3 separate regions of the Mus musculus genome follow, and regions 1 and 2 are each linked to region 3. The links are chromatin contacts, called in public Hi-C and promoter capture Hi-C maps. All regions are on one chromosome and are shown on one strand. The core of a region is the stretch at or near the end of the contact, and the rest is flanking DNA. Distances in the headings are between cores, read along the strand shown. Region 1 holds the start of Atxn7l3b (ataxin 7-like 3B). Region 2 has its middle 42 kb from the start of Gm3942. Region 3 holds the start of Kcnc2 (potassium voltage gated channel, Shaw-related subfamily, member 2).

Evidence for each region. Promoter capture Hi-C pulls out the DNA fragments that hold promoters and counts their contacts. Hi-C and Micro-C count contacts between places; a contact is called where the count stands out from the background.
Region 1: a Hi-C map of cerebral cortex shows a contact between it and region 3, with 1.8 times the contacts expected there. The contact joins the promoter of Atxn7l3b here to the promoter of Kcnc2 in region 3. A contact is called at or near these places in 1 of 484 Hi-C or Micro-C datasets (cerebral cortex) and 1 of 115 datasets of contacts at active chromatin or transcription factors (astrocytes).
Region 2: a contact with region 3 is called in a promoter capture Hi-C map of neural stem cells. The contact joins the enhancer-like site here to the promoter of Kcnc2 in region 3. A contact is called at or near these places in 5 of 39 promoter capture datasets (the 3T3-L1 cell line, cranial neural crest, embryonic stem cells and 1 more), 5 of 484 Hi-C or Micro-C datasets (all in embryonic stem cells), 13 of 115 datasets of contacts at active chromatin or transcription factors (SST interneurons, VIP interneurons, embryonic forebrain and 6 more) and 1 of 9 other capture datasets (embryonic stem cells).

The regions. Positions count from the first base shown.
Region 1 is chr10:112,926,287-112,930,597 of GRCm38.p6, reverse strand. Atxn7l3b (ataxin 7-like 3B) reads left to right here and starts at 1,572. Exons shown (of 1, transcript NM_001033474.2): 1 at 1,572-4,311. The coding sequence starts at 1,876. The coding sequence ends at 2,169.
Region 2 is chr10:112,794,043-112,798,357 of GRCm38.p6, reverse strand. No RefSeq gene overlaps it. Among named protein-coding and RNA genes, the nearest start is that of Gm3942, 42 kb to the left of the region's middle. Within about 2 kb of position 2,702, at least 7 of the 459 cell types and tissues checked have an H3K27ac peak or open chromatin away from gene starts, as enhancers often do. A contact at or near this core is called in neural stem cells, where this site is marked.
Region 3 is chr10:112,268,314-112,272,535 of GRCm38.p6, reverse strand. It overlaps Kcnc2 (potassium voltage gated channel, Shaw-related subfamily, member 2), which reads right to left and starts at 2,519. Exons shown (of 5, transcript NM_001379643.1): 1 at 1,988-2,519; 2 at 132-849. The coding sequence starts at 830.

The DNA.
Region 1 (4,311 bases), core at 323-2,822, 660 kb before region 3:
AGTTTGAAGAGGAAAGAGTTTAAAGCAAAGATGCTTGAAGTCCTAACTATATTTTCTTTATCTAACTAGGCAGTCTGTACCACTGTATACATCATGCAAGCACCATGTGAAAATTCTTATACGTATTGCTATGTGTCTCACTACAAAACTATGTGATGACACCTATTCCTGAAATGTCAAGAAAACAGATCCCAATACAAGATTCGCATAGGCATCTACTGTAGGAGGCAGTCTGATTCAGTAACATGTACTCTTAAACATTACATGGTTTATTGTATGTCCAGATCCCACAATGTGTCAATACGTTAATTTTTTGAATCTAGAACATCTAGATTATACAAAAGTCCAATTTTTTTAAAGTTCTGTCTTTTTTTAAATTAAAAAAAAAGAACTCTGGGCAGAAAAAAATTAAGTAGCATAAGCTAAATGATTTGTATCTGCCAATTTGTGAGATCTAAATTAATTAAATAGACAACTAGAAAATACAGTTGTTTACAAATAGTTTGCACTCTAAATCAATCAGTGTAAGGTAATTCTGTACTGAGGAAAATATGATCATCTTATGCTTTTCTCTAATCTGGAAATCTTGCATAAGAAAGCTATAAAGGAGGATTTGAGTTTTTCCTTAGCCACAGTTCTTTCTGATAAATTGCAAAAGTAGAGCAGTTGCAGAGGAGGATCAAATAATGAACAAGAAAGAAAAAAGTAAAGAAAGAATACAGTGATTTCCTTATGTTTGAATTCACAACTAATCTTTTTAGGAATAGCTAGCTAGCATCTTCTGATCCATTGTGGTTAGTAGTGTGTTTTATCAGTGACAGAATAAGGACTTGCTTGAGTCAAATGAGAAAAGTTGTTAGGAGCTGGCTGCAGAGGATTTGGTGGGACGGTTCCAGTTCTCACAGTGAAAGCAGTGTAACTTTAGGAAAGTCTTCCCCCTCCTCTTTGCCTCCCCCAAACTAAGCGCACATCATTTTTATCTTGTAGCACATTTGGAGACGTATATAATCATTTCTTTACAGTCACGCTGACTTAATGGTCTTATAAGTGAGATAAATGCCTTAGGTTTATTTGATCAATATATTTGAATTATGCCTTTAGTGTCAGGATTCTAGTTGTTTTCATTCAAAGAAAGCCTCAAAGATAAACTATAGGGCAATTTGTTTCCTTGCATCATCTAGTGGATTTAAATGACAACTGCGGCAGTACTGTAAATTACTGCAAGCCAATCCTGTACGTCAAATTTTCAGTCGTATGTGGATAAACATGCCTGAAATCATTATTCGATTGATTACACAACTGGACAAGTAATTATTATTCCTCCTTTTACGTAAGAAATCATTGAAACACAGGTGAACGCATTAGTGAACGTTTAAAGCCCTAAACAAAATACCATAGCATCGTCGATAACATTTTATGAACCGGGAGAGAGAAAAAGACACAGGCAGGAATGCCAGTTGTCGCCACTGGCTCGCACAGACCAACAGTGCTCCCAGGCCAGCGAACTGCGCCAGAGCCCGAGCCCAAGCCCAGCCTCCGCGCGGAGCCAGTGCGCAGGCGCAGCACCGGGCGGAAGTGGGGGGGCGGGCCCAGACTGTCAGCGAGAGGAAGAGGCCCGAACGGCTGGGTGAGGCGCCGAGACGGTTTTCGCGGCGAGCCGGGCTCGGGTGCAGCTCAGAATCCCGAACTTGGGTGATCGTCGCAGCCGAGCGAGCGTTGGGGCTCCGGAGCGGCGGTTGCTGTCGCCGCGGACGCCGCCGTCGTCGCCGTTGCCGTCCCGGAGGACGAGGCCCGGAGAGGCCTTGCAGGCCTAGCGGAGCCCGAGTGTGCCGTGAGTAAAGCCAGCGCCCTCCGCACGGTCGCTTGCCGGTTAAGATGGAGGAGATTTCGTTGGCCAACCTGGATACTAACAAGCTGGAGGCCATCGCCCAGGAGATCTATGTAGACCTGATAGAGGATTCCTGCCTGGGCTTCTGCTTTGAGGTGCACCGGGCGGTCAAGTGTGGCTACTTCTACCTGGAGTTTGCAGACACTGGGAGCGTGAAGGATTTCGGCATCCAGCCAGTGGAGGACAAAGGCGCGTGCCGCCTCCCGCTCTGCTCCCTTCCTGGGGATCCCGGGGACGGGCCCCAGACGGAGCTGCAGCGTTCACCTCCGGAATTCCAGTAGTCACCACCTGAGAGAGGGCGACACAGTGACCAGGACAATAATAGAGACTGGTCCCCGTGGCTTTGGAGGAATAAGCTAAGTTGGAGAGAAAAAAAATTAAATCAACAAATAAAGGAAAAGCAAACAAAAGTCCCATTTACCCCCCTTCAAGATCTTAGCATTAAAATACAAAAAAAAAAAAAACCGAGAAGGCGTAAAACGAACAAAACACCCAAAGAGGAGAATTTAGGAATCCCGGTCCATTTGAAAGGGTCTCCCATGCCAGCTCTGAAATCCTGGGCAGAAGAAGGTCCAGAGGCGTCGTGCTGTATTTTGAGCTGTATAAAATACATGTGGATGTGCAAGGACCCTGAACTGTCCTCGGTACACAGGTGAGCAGCTGTGTACCCAGCCTATACAATTCTATTTGTTTCTCAGATTCTGCATCTGCCTGATGTCATGGGCCTCCTTCGAAGTTTTAGATGGTGTTGATGGTCAGGCCCTGATCAGTCAGCTTCGGTGGACTGCTCCTCTGATTTCTAAGCCTCCAATTGGGCCTCTTTGATACAAATAGAAGTCAGGTATGTGACTTAAATACTAAAAATATTAATATTCCCGTTTGAATTCGATGGGAAGCCCTTGTGCCCTTGTCTTCAAGAAGTTCCAAATCACCTGTTTTCCAAAGGTCCAGCATTTTGTGGGGACAAGGCCTTGCCTTTGGCTCATCAGAAGACCTGTCTTTCCATCCTACTGAGTGGCAAAGGTTTGGCAAAGGACAAGGTGGTTTTCAAACAGCTGAAGATTTTCTTTTGATGCTATGAGGATGAAGTGTACCTCCGCGACTGCACATCATGTCCAACTGGAAGACTCATGTCTTGAATTACATACTGCGGACATAAGTTTGGTGGGACGGTTTTTTCCTACTTTTGAGTTACTGGTGATGTAACCAGCCCATGGGTCTGACTTGATCATTATGACAGGTCGCTGCCCTCCAGTGGTACCACTGACCTACAGAAGGACATCATGGCAGAGCAGGAGGCTGTTTAAAAATTGAGCCAGGAGGGAACTTTTTTCCATCTGCCTTCAATAATGTGAATGAGTTTAATGCTAAGAGCCCTGAAACAGGCCTGGTTTACCTGGTATGGTTGCAGAATTCCTTCATCAACTGGGCAGTCAGACCTCTGCTGTGCTGATTGAGACTGTCTCCACCTTCTCTGCCCTCACAAACAGCAGTTCATCACTTGGTCCTCAGAACCTCCTTCCAGCAGGGGCTGTATATTTCTTGATGGAAAGTTGGAGGCAGGGTTAGAAGTAAAGGGGAAGTGAGTGGCATATCAAAACTGGTCTGTTTCAGTCCCTAAAATGGGGGGTTATGGAGGGTGGGAGTCCTGAGGTGAGCAGAAAAGAAAGGTGCTGCTTTATTTGAAATGTTTTCTTACCTCATTCTGTGCCCCAGTAAAGGGTCCAGCCTCATCTGTCTGGCTTGGCCATGTTCCTGTCACTGCTCCACTGCCTCTCTGGTGCAGCTCATGATTCCAGGTGCTGCTTGCCACACTAGGTTTTCTCTCGACCAATTTCAGCTCATCTTCCAGTGCTGCTCCTCCGAAGCCTACACAAGTTTCCTTTTTCCTTTTGTTGTCGTTTTCGTTTTCTAACTTTAAATTTTTATGTTGTTTTGTTTTACCTGTTTTTATGGAAGCCTTAGAGGAGAATCTCTCATGGCTCCCTCTGTTTGGATTGGAATGGGAAAATAACAAAAAAAAAAAAAAAAAAAAAAAACAACCTTTTTTTAAATTTACAAGGCAGTGTCATGTCTAAGTGTTTCTCTTATATAAGGCTGCCTTGCTAGTATATCTCCCTGCCTGTCATGAGTTCTTTCTTCCCATTGCTACTTGGATACGGCCTCTTAGGACTTACTGCAGAGCCAGGAATGCTGGCATACACAAGGAAGGAGTTGGTTCTGCTCCACATTTCTAATCCTATTGTGTATGTATCTTCCTTCTCCCAGGAGCTATTTGAAGTGTGTGGACTAATTTGGATTATACTCAAAGAGTTGAGGCAATTATAGTGCTTGAGCCTTGAGACTGTCTGTTGTTGCCTTCTCAGAGTTTTGCAGCTCAGGGTTGGGGCCTAGTTACAGTTTGGATCCTTAGTCCAAGAATT
Region 2 (4,315 bases), core at 1,453-3,952, 530 kb before region 3:
AGGTCTTTGATCTGGTAGCTGGTGAATGTCTTCCAGACAGGACAGAAGCAAGTGCTAAAAGGATTAGACACACCCGCTGTGAGGGAGAAATCCCAGCAAAACCTCTGCCTACTCTAAAGGTCAAGGAAGGCTGGGATCAGGGGCGTCTCTAACCCACTGAGCATTTTAAGAACAAATATATAATGTTAGACTTTGAAGACTCTGTCTAAGGCAAAGGGAGAGAGCAGAGTCCTGGAGGCTTGGGAAAAGTCCTGGTCTTGAAAGTGACTCAGAGCTCTAAAAAAGCCAAAGAAAATGTATTGAAGTAATATACTGTTGTAATGTAAGAAGACGCAGGCCATAGGAAATAGAATAGGGATTCCTGGAAAAGAATAAACATCAATTGAAACTGTGAGAAACAATGATGTGAGAGGCAGGAGAGGAAGGAATAAAGGCTAGGAAATAGTTGGAAATACATAAAAAAGCACGGAGGTGCATCATCAGGAGGATGTCCATCTAAAACAATGTAATGAATGGTGACATTTATTAGACAACCTTCAAACACCAGGATGCCTTTTTAATGTTCTTAAGTCCCTAAGGAAGTTCGTTCTTTTAATATGTTCTCAGGAACTAAATATTATGTAAATGTTTACATAATATTTGTATATATATGCTTGCATGTGTATACATATACAAAAGTCCATTCATATGAAAAATTATATAGAGAAAATATAAATGTATATATGTATGTGTATATGCATGTATAATTAACTTGATAAGAAAAAAGTAATCATAAACTTGTTTTTGTTGACTCTGTTTACAGAAGGCTTTTCTTTGGTAGTTGTAGAACCTCCCCATCTAATCATCCATTGTTCTACTGGACCAAGTGAGAGAAGCTGGGTAAAGATCCTAACTCACGAGTTTGATAAACTTGAGGAAGACATAAAGGATATGCCAGATATCTAGGCTTCATTTAAAACAATTCAACATTATGAAAACAATAAGATTTTCTTAATTGTGAGTATTGCATAATTTTTTAAATTTATAATATATGACAAATTGAATATATTTTACCATACATGTATGTTCACAAGCTACTTTTGTTAGTCACCTTAATTGAACCAGAATCTGGAATATCACATTTGACCTTATTTTTTCATTCATTTTGTTTCTATTGTTATTTATATCATTCTTTTTGCAAGCATTTTGAATATATAAAAATGGAGTGTTATTAAGTCCACAAAATGTTCTTTAATAGAATTCTAATGAAACACATATTAATATACCATGATCACTTTTATTATTATAGCACTCCCATTGTGATTTTGTACATGTTATATAGTTATTTTAAATACCCTCCTCTTGTGTAGCCCAAGTTAGCCTTGAACTCTCGATTCACATATTTCAGCCTCCCGAGAAATGCAGTCACAGATATATGCCCTTACATGAGCTCTGTGTCAAATGTATTGTCCTACCCATAACATACCACCTCCTGACCTTACCTATACAACTTTCTAAACTTCTTAACTTTTTTTTTAAAGATTTATTTTATGTATGTGAGCACACTGTAGCTGTACAGATGAGCCCTCATATGGTTGTTGAGAATTGAATGTTAGGACTTCTGCTTGCTCTAGTCAGCCCTGCTGGCTCAGTCTCTGCTTGCTCTGGCCCCAAGATTTATTTATTATCATACATAAGTACACTGTAGCTGTCTTCAGACACCCAAAAGGAGGGTGTCAGATAGCATTACAGATGGTTGTGAGTTACCATGTGGTTTCTGGGATTTGAACTCAGGACCTTCGGAAGAGTAGTCAGTGCTCTTACCAGCTGAGCCATCTCAATGTCTTAACTCTTAACCTCTTGATTTTTAATACTTTGAGTAAAAGTTGGTCTGGAGCCCTAGACATTGCTTGCCATCTGCTCTTCAGAGCTAGTTTTATGATTTCCTTGGAATTTTGTTATCTTTATCTCATTCTGACCGTATCTGTGTGCATATCTGAACCTTAGGAAATGAGATCATCAACATTTTTCTCTGTTAGTCTCCCACTCTTTCATTTCATCCTGATAACTCCTCCTTCAGCTTTTTCCAAAGGACAGAGTGACCTTTCTTTAAGTGACACCTTTATTCATCATCCTTAATAGGTCATTTAAATAACAGATCCGTTTTAAAGTGGCTTTACAGCCTCCTGACAAGTGCCTTTTCTCTGTTCAACAAATTAGTCCTCTGCCTTCTATTTACTTACCAAACTCAGTTCTTGGGTGAATAATTAGAAGGCTTAGACAGTGAAGTCACACTGAATTGTAAATGAAGGTTAAACACACACACTCCTCTGTCAAGCTTTAAATTTTTATTTTATGTTTTGATATAATTTAACACTTACAAAAAGTTGTGAGAATAATACAAAGAACTCATATATATTATACATGTATTATATTATATATCTCATATATTATATTATCTATTATAGTATATATCTCATATTATAATATGTAATGTAATATAATATTTAATTTATATACTATACGATATTATAATATATTATGCTGATTCAATAATTCCTTTCTTGGTTTTTAAAGATTTCATTTATTTTATGTATGTGAGTACACTGTCACTATCCTCAGACACACCAGAAGAGGGCATCAGATCCTATTGCTGTGGTTGTGAGCTACCATGTGGTTGCTAGGAATTGAACTTAGAACCTCAGGAATGCTGGGGACAGCATACAGTGAAAGGGACTGCCTGCAGAAGGCCAGGATGGAGACATCTCAGAAGCCCAGGCAGTTCTTTGTGAGAAACAGTTGCTCCCATTTCTCCTAACCTTAGCCCTGGATAGATTTCATTTGTGCATGACTGCTTTTCAGTTGGCCTTGGTGTGCATAATTATTCTATTATATCTGACTTTCTTATTTCTTTCTCCTTCTGCTCTGGTGAATTCCTTGAAACTAGATGTTCCTTGATGTAATGGTTCTTAAACAATTAAGAATTGAGGCATTGGGGCACAGCACAGCACAGTCCTAATGGCCCAGGTGTATGCTGTGTGTTCTCATCTTGGAAACAATGCAATAACTGCACAATGGTAGTCCCAGACTTATGTTTGACTTGCAAAGAAAGTTTGATGAAATTATTAGAAAATGAATTAGAGCCAACATTGGGGCCCCGAGAAAAAAAAATTATTAAAGTTATAAAATAAGTTTTACGTAACTGTTGAGACTGGTTCCTGGGTAAGCAAGTATAGAATGCATAAAATTAGATATTAGCAAAACTAAGTCAAAACACTGGGACTTTTAGGAGAGTCATTGTGTACAATGTGCAGAAGCAGAAAGCTAGCGGAACTGCTGAATTCAGGGTGAACTTGAGTTTTTTCTGGCCACTGCCTGGCAGCTTTGCCCATGCCATTTATCCTTAGATCTCCACAGGAAAATGAAAGTAGCTGACCTCGGAGCTCTGAGCTCTGAAGTATAATAAGTTAAAAGTTAACGTTTAAATAATGATAAGTTTGCAATTACTATTATTTTGGCTACAGGCCTGGGAATAGGAAAGCTTGAAAATTTGGGGAACAACTGTAATTCTTGATTCTTTGTGGGACATGGTTATTCTTTTGAATTTGATTTGGCAATGGTTATACAATATCTTTTTTTTTTTTTAACCTGCTCTTGGAGTATCAATAAAAGACTGGGGTAAGAGAAAGGCAAGAGAGCAAGTAGCAAGCATTGTAGAGCGAGTTAGAGACCAAATGGGGAGGAGAGCATGAGAAGAGCATTTGAAGAGTGAATGAGGGGAGAATGTGAGGAATGGGTGAGGAGGGAATGTGAAGAGTGAGTGAGGGAAGAATGGAAGAGTTAGTGAGGGGAGAATATGAAGAGTTAGTGAGGAGAGAACATGAGGTGTGTTTGGAGAGTGTGTGTATGTGTGTGTGTGAGTGAAAAGAGAGTGCGTGTGGTATGTGTGTGAGATGTGTGTGAGAGTGAAAGGGGAACTCACAAAGGTGTGTATGAGGTTGGAGTTCAAGAAAAGCAGAGTATGAAGGAGAATGCAGAGTGTGTGCAGCCCCAAGCCGTGAGCAAGCCAGAGAGAAAGAGAGCAGAGAGTGAGGAGAGAAAAAAACTCTAAGCCTTGAAAAAATTGCCTGTCAGCTTGTACCCAAAAAAGGAGTCTGTCTATATTTATTATGCACCTTGCAGATATCTGTGCCCTCCTCCCAGCCTTGAGCAGGCTGCTCTGACCTGGTCTGCCACAGCAGGGCTAGCCCACCTAGGGTGGAGTCTTCTGACCCAGGTAAAATCTTTTGTCTGCCACAGCTGCGGTTTCCTCCAAGACACCATTACCTGCTGAGTG
Region 3 (4,222 bases), core at 1,270-3,769:
CCACATGAAACATCTCGAAAACCGTGTTCCTTTCTTCCTCTTCATTTCAGAGGCTGTTGGAGGAAAGGATCAAAGTTTGAAGAAAAGTTGTGAGAGTTGCAACAACAGGGAATGCTAGATTCAGGTCTTACCCTAGCGGCTCTAGATGAGTAGGGGTCCTCAAAAAGAGCCCACATGCGAGGCTGCAGCTTCCTCCAGCGGCCTGACTTGCCATCGGGTCCTCCCAGCCCCGCAGCATCCTCAATGCCCAATCTCTTGGCCGCTAGGTCCTCATCATCACCAGGGTCGCCCCCGATGAGGTCGGGTGTCTCAAAGATGTCCAGGGCCTCCTCCGCGTCCCGGTGCTGCCTGTAGGTCATCCAGCAGCAGGGCTCCACGTCGGTCTCATCGATGCCCCAGAAAGCCAGCTCTTCCTCGAAGAGCGGCCCGCACACGTCGGCGGGGCAGTGCAGCTTGCCCGTGCGGTAGTAATTGAGCACATAGGCGAATACTCCTGGGTGGCGATCGAAGAAGAATTCGCGGCCTCCCCCAGGGTGGTCGCTGCCGCCGTTGCCGCCGTTGCCACCGTGCGAACTGCAGTTGCCTGCGCCGCCCTCGAAGCAGCCGCTGGGGACAGGGGACAAGGGAGGCGGTCGTGGCGGCGGAGACAGCGGAGGGGGCAGCGGTTGCAGCTTGTCCCCGGCCGCAGTCAGGCAGTCGCCCTGAGGTTCAGAGGAGGCAAGAAGGGCCAGGCGAGTTCCAGGCAGGGTCTTGAGGGTGCTGCGGTAGGTTTCGTGCCTGGTACCCCCGACATTGAGGATCACCCTCTCGTTGCTCTCGATCTTGCCCATCTCTGTGGCTCAGACATGACTAGGGGAGGCGAACACAGCACCAAGTTAAAGCTCTCGTGGGTCAGAGACTCATCAGGACCCCACCCTACCCCCTACCTCAACCCAAGAGTGCCAAACTGCAGAGCTGGCAAGTGGAAAGGACCCTCCCAGGAGGAGCTTGGTGCCCAAGTCCTGTCCCCGCCTCTCGCATCCCTGGCCCAGGTTCCCAGAGAACGAAGAACAGTTGAGTCTTCCTTGACCTTCCAGGAAACCTTTTTCTCTTGCGGCACACAGTCCACCCTTGGCTCTGACCTCTCTTTCCTTCTTGCCCTCCACCATGCCTCCCCTCTATCCCTGTCACATCCAACCTGCTTTAAGTCCCCAAGCCCCTCTTTCCTTTCCCTAAATCCCCACCGTTCAGTCCCCAGCCTTTTTTTCTACCCGCCTTTGCTCCAAGCGCTCCTCCCTAACTAGACCCCTTACCCACTATCCCATCCCTCTCTCTCTCTCGCTCAGCCCCTCCCCTGTTCTTAATGCAATTCCCCCATGAGGGAGTTACATTTGCTGAGGCAACTTAGCAGTGTTGAGTGGGAGGAGGCCAGGAGTGCCCCAGCTGCCTGCATACCCTGGTCCAACCTTAAGACAGCTCTCCCCACCGCCACCACCACCCCCAGCACTAGGGGAGTGCCCTTTGCCCGCTCTGTTCTCAGTTCACTTCTCTCCCTCACCTACCAGGCAGAAGACTGAACCCAGAAGTCAGAACAACAATAACAACAACAAACGTCCTCGCTACCGCCTTTCACCAAGGAGACCTCTGACTAATTTCCTCATCCAATTTCCTTTTCACATTACTGTTGCCGTTTGTTGCTAAATGTTATTATTACTTGGGAAAGGAAACGGCTAACTAGGATCCATCTTTGAGGACAAAAGTGAGCAGTCTCTGCCACCCCTCCCCCTTCCCAAGAAAAACAAACATCTTGGGGTGGAGAGTGGGGGGTTGCTTTCGAGGAGGGGCGAGGCCCAGGAGAAGCTGAGGGAGGCACACCCCCTGGGTCGCTGAGCTAGACCGCCTGTTTCCAGCTTCTCCCCAGGGGCTCCACAGCCAAGCTCTTAAAGCTAGGCAGGGGGATGCCCGCCTGCGCTGCCCTTCCTTTTCTCCCCTCCTAGTCCCCGGATACCTTAAGGAGACCGGGAGTAAAGTGGATCTGCTTGGGTCTCCCTGTGGACGAGGTTCTTCCTGCAGTCGGACAGAGTCTCTGCGACCAGCTGAGCCGCCCTCCTCAAAGGAGAAACTACTTGTTGGCGTTTTTTCGGGGTTCAGGTGGTTGATCCGCTTCTCTGGGTGCTGAGGTCGGGGAGACAGTCCCCGCCTGCCGCCCGCCGCGCTCCCTGCCTTCACGCTGCTGCGATCTGCTGGCTCTCCCATAGCCACCCTCCGCACCCAGAGTCACCATCGCGCGGGGCTGGGCGAACCATGGAGCTCGGGGCGGGTCCAGCTGGCACAGCCCGACCCCGCCGCAGACCTTCGGGTCGGCTGGCTGTGTCTGGAGCGGAGGCTGACCGAAGGACAGGGGGGCTCACCCAGTGGAAAGTGAAGGCTCTCAGCTTAGATTTGGATCCACAGATTTGGTGCTCCCCCCACCCCCGCCCGAAAGCGTCCTCTGCTAGAGCTGTTCTTCACCACCGCTTGCCTGAGCACACAGCTACAGTGGGTGGGTGGGTCTGGGGAATCTAGGATAAGCAGCACCGTCCTCCGCCCTCTCTGGAGCCCTACCTGCACTCTTTAAGCACAGATCTCCAGACCCTGTCTCCTCACTGCCCCACCCCTCCCAACAAGAGAGAGAGAGAGAGAGAGAGAGAGAATCTAAAGCCAATTGTATCTTTTCCTTAATGACAGCTGACAGGAGAAGTCTGCTTACAGGTGACAGGGATCTTGTTTCTTGTGTCTTCTACAGGGCTCTACTTTCTCTCTTCACTCAAATGTAGGTCTCCAGCCACCACCTCACGGTTATGTAAAACAAAACAAGTTTCTAAAAGTTTATCCCAGGAACATAATGCTCCAAAAAGTAAAACTTCAGCTTCCTTTGTCTGAAATAACCAAGCAACAAAGCAGTGCTCTCATCAGCCAAGTCCCAGTTAACTCTACTGTCTATCTGGGCCTTGTTTGTGCTGCTAGCGCTGATAAAATTAAGTATTTACAACCGCAGGGCTTTCCCCCCAGAAGAAATAGAGTATCTTACAATTTCAGGGTTCAGGGTTGGTCCTTCTGTAGGCCCTGAGGATAGAATGTGATCCAGTCAGCTACATGAGCTTGAAGGTAGCTAGTTTCTCCCAGCATCTCCTCACACCACTCTCTTCCTGTGTACATGTTATGTGTGTCTCCAGATTCTCCCTTCTCCGTGACATCACCCACATGATACAACAACCCTTGATAACGGCCTCATTTTAACCTGATCACCTCTAGACCATGTCTCCAACTAAAATCACCCTTTAATTAGTGGACATTGGGACCCCAGTAGATTGTCTTAGGGAGAACATGATATAACTCATACTAGATCTCATCACCAAAAAAAGCATGTTCTCTCTCTCTCTCTCTCTCTCTCTCTCTCTCTCTCTCTCTCTCTCTCTCTCTCTCTCTCTCTCTCTCTCTCTCTCCCCCCCTCTCTCTCTCTCTCTGTGTGGGTGTGTGTTTACATTTCAAGGAGAGACAGAGAGAGGGGACAGGTGGAATGGAGGAGGAGGAGCCAGAGCCAAAGAAGTGTACCGTTCCACAACTCCATGAGCAATGAGCAATGTTAGGATCAACATCCAACCAGTAAGGAAAGCATCAGGATGTAAATAGAGGGAGGGATCTTTGAAAAAACAAATTTTGCTGTCAATACTGTTATTTAGCCACAAAGTCGGCTGCAGCTGTCAAATTGACATGACTGGAAAAAGAAACTTAATTGATGAATCACCTCCATCATATTGACCTGTGGGGATAACTATGGGGCATTGTTTTTTACTTAATAGTTGATGTAAGAATACCAGACTAGGGAAAAAAATTACCAAATGAATTCGAATTCTATTGTCCCAGCTATTCCTTTATTTAATGTCATAAGTTCAATATAGAAAAGAATATGATATAAGCTTTAAAGTAAATTCACAATAGTAATAATGGTAACCTGAGCATTGGTAGTAACAGATAACATTTACTGAGAGCACAATAATTGTAAAATGCATAAATTCCATCCTTCGGTTTTAATAAAAGTAATGTTCACATTGTATAATAATGAAGACTATAGAAAGCTAACTTGTATCTTATATATCAGTGACAGGAATCTATGATGAGAGATTCCAGTTTCACAATAGTTCTTGTACTCTGGGGAAAGGTATGAGTGAATCAAAACGGAAAGGGGAGTGGCAAGGAGGAC